3 separate regions of the Mus musculus genome follow, and regions 2 and 3 are each linked to region 1. Evidence: chromatin contacts called from public promoter capture Hi-C data. All regions are on one chromosome and are shown on one strand. The core of a region is the stretch at or near the end of the contact, and the rest is flanking DNA. Distances in the headings are between cores, read along the strand shown. Region 1 holds the start of Chac2 (ChaC, cation transport regulator 2). Region 2 holds the start of Fbxw11 (F-box and WD-40 domain protein 11). Region 3 holds the start of Rhbdf1 (rhomboid 5 homolog 1).

Region 1 (2,807 bases), core at 148-2,647:
CCAGGCCAGGAAAGTCTACCTTAATTCTAAATTGACAAACTGTAGTTAGAATGGTTCTACCTCAGATGCTCTTCCTGATTTAAAGCCTGTATCTTTTGAGCAGGTACACACTGTGATCTTTCCCTTTCCTAAAATCTCTTCTGATACTTGGTTTCCAGTATTTCAGAATATTATGCTTTAGAGTATTTTTTAAAAATGGTGCTGGGAATTGAACTCGGGCAGGGCCTTGCATGCACTAGGTAAGAACTCTACTACTAAGCTATATTCCCAGACTTGTTTCTGAGCTTGAGGTCCAGGCCAGTATTGAACTTGTGATATTCTTTTGGATTACAATTTTGTACCAGCAGACTAGGCTAATTTTAAGAGTATGTTGGAGAACACAGGAACATTCAAAACCAAAGGTTAGATATTAACCAAACAAGTTACTAGTTCATACTTGTTTAACTTTTTTTTTCCACAGATTTTTTTTTTTTTTTTTTTTTTTTTTTTGTAGCCAAGGCAAATAGTGAGCTGCTTCTAACACTCTGAACCCCTGGAGAGCTGAATGCTTTATATGACCGAACTGAAAAACAGATCCAATGATTTGTATTTACATTAATAATTCAAGAGAACTATGGAGAAGGAACATTCAAATAATGGAGATTTTCAATTCATTACTCAGAACGAACTGCAAACCTCACATAACTTTGCTTATACCTCTCAATCAAAAAATCACCATGGGCATAAAAATTGGAATGACTGGAAACTAGTTCTTTCATGATCTTAGGCATTTTAAAACTAAAACATTGGAAACATAAATTGGAAATTTACAGGCACATATAAATTCAGACCAGTAAAAACCTGGCATAATATAGACATATCAACGAATTTACACACTGACCATGTGGTGACATGAAAATTCAACTTTATTATTTTGTGGGGTGGCAGAGGTTGCCAAGATAAGGGTGCTGTCCTGGCCACTTCAGCCTTGGGCGAGCTCCCTGTGCCCGTGCTTTCTGCTTTAGAAACTAATTACTGGCTTCTGAAGCGGCCTAAGGATATCCACTTCTTGAGAGAGGCAAGGGCAGGTGGCCAATGAAGTTGAGAGCTTTATCCTGTTCCAGTGCTCTGCTGGGTAGGTGGGCATGAGGCGCTGGCTCCTTACCTTGCCTGGGACCCCGCGGTGGTCCGTGCTACCTTGCCAGAAGCGCCGACTGTAGTTTGTGATGTAACCAACCAGCTTGTCCTGGTAGGGGAAGTCCACCTTCCAGATGAGGGACCCATAACCAAACACCCACATCTTTCTGGACCCTGACCGGCACTCGGACTTCAGAACGAGACTGCTACCGAGGGGAGTAACCGGCTGCTGGGGCAGTGCCAGGCGCTCTGGCTTCGCCTGATGTGCGGCGCAAAGCACACTGGGTTTTCAGAGCTTCTATGGTGCGGGAGGGGTGGGGGTAGGGAATGGGAGGCAGGGGACTACATTACCCACAATTCTTTAGAGTTTTACGACTCTCGAGTTGGAGCAGCACCCCTCCCACCTTTTTTTCTAGTGAGAATTGAAAGAGGAGAAAAGGCAGGACTCCTGTCTTATAGGGCACCACAATTAGCACGTAGTCATTTTGTTGTGCTTTGAAAATTGGCTAGCTGCCCACATCAAACAGCAGCCAGAGTGGCAGATCCCGGAAGTATAATATCTGTATGACCAAGTCCTGTGTCCTTTGCTTTTAAATAGAAGCAAAACAGTAGTTTTATGTGTGTGAAAAAGCAACTGGATTCTAATGGAAGTTGCTTATCAGATTGGGGGGAGGGGGGGAAGAACGGGACTGTTTAAGCATGATGAAGGAGAGAGGTTTTTATACAGTAAGAGACATCTGGAACAGTTCACAGTGGGCAGGACCAAACTGAGCTGTGCCATGTGAGAAGAGGGAGGGAAAGAAAGATGAGAGAGAGGGACTAGGTGCAGCAGCCTGGAGGCTCAAAAGGGATTTGGTTGGATTATATAGGAAAGGGCTGCTGCTAGAAGGTCAGCCCAGCCCTAGGGATGGAAAAGTTTAGAGTAGGGGTTGGGGTATGCCAGCAGGAGGGTCCTGAAATAGATCAGGACCGAAGGATGCAGGAAGAACTTGGCAGTCAGTGCCTATTATGATGTTAAGTAGGCACCTCAGCCATTTTTCTCACTTTTGAAACCTACCACTTATTTAAACTTCAAAGAACAGTTTGTTCAGTCTTAATCTCGGAGGCTCAGAGACGAGCAGGTGCACTCTCCCATTACATTACTTCACCAGTGGCTTTTACAGTGCTGCTTATAGAATCCTTTTCTTTTCTCAGGTGAATGGCTGCTGTTTTGTTTAATAAGAAACTTTGAGGATAATGAATATTCTTTACTGAACACTTAATTTGGATGGTTGAGGAGAATTCTTATATTTAGTTTAAAATGTATTGTTTTTCCTGGATTTCCTTCTTAACTCTTAAGTATTTTCATTGCCTCCCCATCAGACAGTTCTATTCTTGCAGAACTATGGCAGGACACCTTAAATTTTAGATAAAAACACTAGTGGGAAAATATGTAGAACCACTGTTGACTATTGGGAAACATATTTTCTTAGTCTTCCTTTGGGTTGTGTTCTTTGTATTCTTAAGATTATAATATTTTATGTATTTGAATTTCTCAAAAATTGAAAATTAAGTGATATATATACACTCCCTCCCCCCAAAAAGAACAGAGCTTTGTTTTTTGTCTTTGATTGGCACCCCACTGAAAAGCAAGCTGATGTCCTAAATGTTGCTATAGTGATATAAATAGTAAGGAAGCAAAAAAAAAATTC
Region 2 (2,807 bases), core at 96-2,595, 1.7 Mb after region 1:
AATTGAAACAAACTTGAGAAGCAGGCAAGCAGGCACTGCTACTGTGAAGTGGGCTGGGTACAATGAGCCAGGCCCTTGAGACACTTTATAACAGCTCTGACTGCCAGGTCTCCTGTAAACATAAACAACTTAACAGTCCGTCAACATTAGACAAGGCCATTCTGTGGCCTTAGCTTATGGATCAAGACAAAAACAAGACCACCCCATAATCATTTGTGAACACAGATAAAACATGGACATTGTCCAAGTCCCTGAAACACAGCTACAAGACTAAACACTTGAATCTGGCTAACAGGAGAGGCTGTCAACAATTACTGGATTAGTTTTAATCTAATATAACTTCCCATAGATAAGGCTGAGGTGCCCAGTCTTATACCCCCACTTCCCGGCAGTATCTGCTCCAAAGCCCCTTCAAATCCTTTTCTACATTACCTAAGGTCTCTTACTGAGACGTCCCTGCTTCATCATGGTGTATGTTCATTTCTACTTCAGCTAGGAAAAAACCCACCTTGTTCAACTATCAGCGTGTTCCTGGGGGCTTTTGGTTCGAGGGTATTGACAGACTTGGAAGTCACAAGGAGTTAGAGGTTCTCTGAAGTCTCTAGATGCGTTTCTTCATATCATTTCTAACTCTTAGTCAATGTCTGCTGTCTTCCCACTAGAATTAAGCTGAATAAGAACAGAGGTCTCTCCGGTCATTCCCAGTGCTTAGGGCAGTACTAGTAGAAACTGAATGCTTAAAAATAAGTGTCTTCGGCCGGGCGGTGGTGGCGCACGCCTTTGAGGAGGTGGAGGCAGGCAGATTTCTGAGTTCGAGGACAGCCTGGTCTACAAAGTGAGTTCCAGGACAGCCAGGTATACAGAGAAACCCTGTCTCGGAAAAAAAAAAAAGTGTCTTCAAAATGTATAGCTTCTTTCTCATGGCTCAGCTCCTCCCAGTCAGTGTGGCAGATCTCCACACACCGCTTTCCCAGCTCAGTCTCCAAACTCTTAGATGCCCATCTTCCTTTAATTGTGTCTTCGACCTCGCGGGCCCCCTCCCACACTTCCTAGTGCAACCTGGGACCCACCTGTCTCCACCATCTGTCCCTACCAAATGCAACACACACGGAACGGCAGCGCTGCAGCCTAGACGACTAGTGGGCACCGCAGACACCCACTGCGCATGTGCGGAGATCGCTCGCTCGCACTGCAAAGATCTCCGACAAGTGAGGAGTTGCCTCGGAGTTTCCGTCCAGGTCCGTGCGGCTACGGGCTGCCAGGAAGTCAGGAACGACCAACCGGAAGAAGACCTCGCGCGCGAGGATTTCTGGGACAAGTAGTCGCGGCGCTCGCGAGGCCCTATCGCGAGCAAGCCCTAGATACTCCAGCTCTGCACGTCCGGCACTCACAGCCCTGCGCTCCCCTAGGTGCTCTCTCCGGTGGCAGAAGCCGGCAGATTGGACCAAGCGGCTTCTTGCTCCCACAAAGCTGCGCGAGCCGCCGCGGCTGCCGGGAGTTGTAGTCTTCGCTGTGCGTCCTGCGTCGGCCGAGGGTGAGGGCGGAGCTGCGGGCGGCCCGGGCGGGCTGGCAGCTAGAGTGGGTGCGAGAGCTGCCTCCACCGCCGCCGCCGCCACCGCCTCCTCCGCCCGGGCCGATCGCTGCTGAGCGGAGAGAGCGAGGCGGGGCCGCCGGGGCCGCCATGGAGCCCGACTCGGTGATTGAAGACAAGACCATCGAGCTCATGGTGAGTGCGGCCCACTGGCCTTCAGTTCTTCCGGCCGGCCGGCGGCCGGGGGGCCTGCCCACCCCGGCGTCCGCGCCAGGCCAGCCCTCGTTCCCCGCCGCCTGGGCCCGGCCGCCCCCCTGCTATGGCTCGTTGCTGACGCTTCGCGCTCTTGGGCCGGCACGGCCTCCACTCCCCGCGGCTCCCCCAACCCCCTCCTTGCCGGGCTCCGGCCAGTCTCCGGCGCCCCAGCCTCGCTCCTGCCGGAGCCACTGCTCACTCTTGCCTTGCCATCACACTCTGTTTTTAGAAGGGGATTTCTTTTTCCCTTCCCTGGATTCCTCTGGCCGGGCCTGCATCGCGCCTCCCAGCCTCGCTCAAGCTGAGGGTGATGGTGGTGGAAGGGAGTCCGAGACCAGTTGGAGCCGCTTCGGCCTCCATAACCTAGGCGCGGGGGGTGGGGTGGGGTGGGGTGGGGTGGGTGGTAGGGGTGGGTCTCAGCACCCTCGCCCCAAGCTACCGCTGTATGGATGCCAGGATAGCCCCATTGGACTGGGATGTTGGGGGTGCCTACGAGTCTGAGGCTGTTCCGGATAAGGGGCCTATTTTCCGGGCCCCTGCGGTGTCAGGCTTCTTGGACAAAGGGTTTCCTACCCTGCCGTGAAGGATGTTTGTATAGCAAGGCCCTAGGTACTCTTGAATTCCATCCCCCAGGAAAGGGAAACCATAACTTTTATCATTTGGGAAATGAGAGGGGAGGGAGAAGAGGTCGCGCTCATCACTGCCACCCTCTCTTATTTTAATAATAAAAAATGGGAGGGGGGTTTCTTGGCCCACGGATAAGCAGCGATCCCTGTACTGTTAGGAACCATTGGTAGCCAGCCTGGTCAGGTCTCCCCGGACACCCCTAACCCGTTTCTGACCTCAGACTTGGTGCTAGAAAGGTTTTTGGAAACAGGACTCTGAGTCTGGGAAAGTGAAGGATTTGCTCATTGGCGGAAGAAATAAAGTATGGCTGACTGGTATTACCTGCCAGTTTGAACGTGAGGGAAATCAAACTGGGCCCAGGAGAGTTGGGGAGGAAATCAGCCTCTGCAAATGA
Region 3 (2,807 bases), core at 144-2,643, 1.2 Mb after region 1:
GATAGGAGGGAGGGCCCTGACTGTCCCTTAATGGGAGACCCAAACCAGCACCTCTAGACCCCGAGGGGAGCTATACTGGCTCACCCAAGTGGACTTCCCAGTAAGGCTCCTGCAGAGGAGCTAGCCAGCCATGGAGGCTGCCTGGAGTTCTGTGGACTGGTGCCAGAACCTGTACTACCCTACCCTGTACTGTACTGGACCTACCCGACACCCTTGCCCTCTTACCCGGATTGCCCAGAATGACCCTGGTAAGCATAGGGCTCAGCCTCTGCAACCTCTTGAGAACTGGCCAGCTGCTGAGTTCCCCAGCATCCTCTAGGCTTAAGGGCGGGGGCAAGGGGCTGAGGCTCGCCCCATGGAGGTGGGGAGCACCTAGCCTGGGACTGCCCCGACTTCTTAGCTGGTCTAAACCTGAAAAGCCAGTTTCATCCTAGAATCTTCTCCCGGCTTCAACAGGAAGTGGGGAGGGGGGGCTTTCCCAGGACAGAGCGGGGGGCCTCCGGATCCAGGCCCCGCCCACGCAGACAGACACACTACTCCAAGAGGCACACGGAGCAGGAACTCTGGTCCGGACTATCTGAGCGGAAAGAAAGCCTAGGGGGAGTCCCTTGACCGTTCTCCACCCAGCTCTACTAGCGTGCTCCCAGCAGGACAGACAGGCCCTCTCGCCTATCCCTGAGCCCTTGGGGTCCGCGGTCACCCCACCGCGCCCAGGCCTACTTCAAGATCCCGACTGTGGCCTCGGGCTCGCCCCCGGGGCCACTGTACAGGGCAGGAGATGTCTTTGGAGGCACTTCCCGAGTTTGCCGATGCGAACCGGGCTGAAACGGGCCGAGCAGGCCCAGCCGAGCTCCCCGGCCCGCAGCTGCCACTGTTACTCCCGTGAGTGGGAGGAAGCGGACCCTGTGGCCCGAAGTCGCGCTCTCTGTGCAGAGTTTCAGACGCCACCTTCGGGGCCCTGGGAGCACGGAGGGCATGGGGTGTGGGGGCTGGCAGCGGAGGGGCCGCTCAGGGCGGCTGCGGCCCCCGGACTCCTGTCCCCGGGGACCCGGCGGGGCTGCTACTCCGCTGCCCCGCCCGCCAGGCCGCGCCGATCCGACCACGGGCTATTTCTGTGGGGCGCCGGGCTGGAATCCGGGCCGCGCCGCCTGCGCCGGCGCTCGGGAAACTCCGCGCACCGACTGCCAGCGATCGGCGGACACGCGCCAGAACGCAAGCTCCGCACTCGCCCGCCCGGAACCCCGCGCAAAGACCCCGGCCGCCACTCACCGCCGTAGGGTCCTCAGAAGGGTCTGCACCGGCTGCTGCCGCCGCTGCGGGCCGGGAGGGCGCCCGCGCCTAGTCCCTGCCTGCGCCGCCCGCGCGCCGGCCCGACCCGTCCGCCTGGGAATGCCACGGGCCGAGGGGCGTGCGCGCCGGGGGCGGGCCCGGCAGAGGGGCGGCCGCCTGACTCAGGGCTGAGGAATGCGCGCCGCCCGCTGCCAGCCCCGGGCGCCTCCTCCGGGAAGACCTCCGGCTGTGCTCTGCCAGGGGTCCCGCAGAGACACCTGTAGCTGGGAGTCGGGCTCGCCAGCGACCACCTTAATCATAACATCTGTCTTGGACTCGCCTTTCCATACTCCTTCATCTTGTGCTGCCCCTGTGCTTGGGAAGAGAGGAAGGGGACCTCCAAAGCAAGAGGGTGGCGTGGGAAGGGACCTAAAAGGCAGATTGAACGCCCCTTCCGAAGGCACGCACTGGCACATCACTGAGGGTCCCGAAGCTCTCACTTGTCCTGTGCACACGCGCCTGATCTTTCTAACAAACATTCATGCATTCAGGCCTCTCGCACCTGTTTACACAGACACGTGCGCACACCTATTCAAAATGCACTTCCATGGGCTCACACTCTCTACCCTAACACATTTATAAGTGTGCACACTCACGTTCATACACTGATACACCATTTCACAGGAACCGCAGCTCAGCAATTACCCCTTCCCCTACTTCTTTCCCAGCAGGTACAAGGGTTAGACTACACCTGCCACCCCTCAAGCCATTACATCCGCGCATGCGCTCACTCTTCTCTCTTCAGCCTCAGTGCTCACGTATAACGTCAGGCACGGTTCATCACTCTGTATACTGGACAGGAAGTGCTTCTTTTGCTCTCGGCTGAGGCTGAAGGCTGAGGGAGAAGAAAGCTGTCGTGGTGCAGATGTTCTGGGCTCCTGTAACCCACACATGCCAAGCCAGAGATGGGACAGTCTTCATGCCTAGCATTCTTGACTCATGCTAGGAATAAGCAGGGTCTGGACGCCCAAACTGGGCTGGCTGGAGGTGCGGGGGTTGCATCCTTTCTGGAAAATCAGGGAACCGGCCACAGGAACCGGGCATCTGGTGCCTGTAGGTCCCTACTCCTTCCTGCTGTGGATGCTGCAGGGTCACCTAGACCTTTGTTGAGACCTAGAAATCTATTACCAGCTGCAAGAAGTCCTACAGGAGACTCACTGTGAAGACACACCCAGGGGTCAGTCGTCTTTTCTTACAGAAAGAATTCTTCTGTGTTTATTTTTATCTCTGTGTGTGGTTGCAGGTGCCCACACATGCCAGAGGGGGCATCAGATCCTCCTGGAACTGTAGTTATAGGCAGTTGTGAGCTGTCCAGTGTGTGTGCTGGGAGCCAAGCTCTGGTCCTCTGTAAAGGCAGAAAGCTCTCTTAGCTGCTGAGCCATCTCTCCAGCCCAAGTCATCTTCAATGCAAGAATACCACAGTGCTGTCAGCACACAGTGACAGAAAAGTAGCTTTCCAGGACTCATTGCTCCATCGA

The links. Promoter capture Hi-C pulls out the DNA fragments that hold promoters and counts their contacts.
Region 2: a contact with region 1 is called in a promoter capture Hi-C map of liver, with 2.6 times the contacts expected there. The contact joins the promoter of Fbxw11 here to the promoter of Chac2 in region 1. A contact is called at or near these places in 2 of 39 promoter capture datasets (liver and pre-B cells).
Region 3: a promoter capture Hi-C map of liver shows a contact between it and region 1, with 3 times the contacts expected there. The contact joins the promoter of Rhbdf1 here to the promoter of Chac2 in region 1. A contact is called at or near these places in 3 of 39 promoter capture datasets (hippocampal neurons, liver and pre-B cells) and 1 of 115 datasets of contacts at active chromatin or transcription factors (microglia).

Annotation. Positions count from the first base shown.
Region 1 is chr11:30,984,968-30,987,774 of GRCm38.p6, forward strand. Chac2 (ChaC, cation transport regulator 2) reads right to left here and starts at 1,398. Exons shown (of 3, transcript NM_026527.3): 1 at 1,145-1,398. The coding sequence starts at 1,279. The region is part of intron 1 of Asb3 (ankyrin repeat and SOCS box-containing 3); the gene reads left to right.
Region 2 is chr11:32,641,210-32,644,016 of GRCm38.p6, forward strand. Fbxw11 (F-box and WD-40 domain protein 11) reads left to right here and starts at 1,346. Exons shown (of 13, transcript NM_001271347.1): 1 at 1,346-1,726. The coding sequence starts at 1,682.
Region 3 is chr11:32,220,900-32,223,706 of GRCm38.p6, forward strand. Rhbdf1 (rhomboid 5 homolog 1) reads right to left here and starts at 1,394. Exons shown (of 18, transcript NM_010117.2): 1 at 1,270-1,394.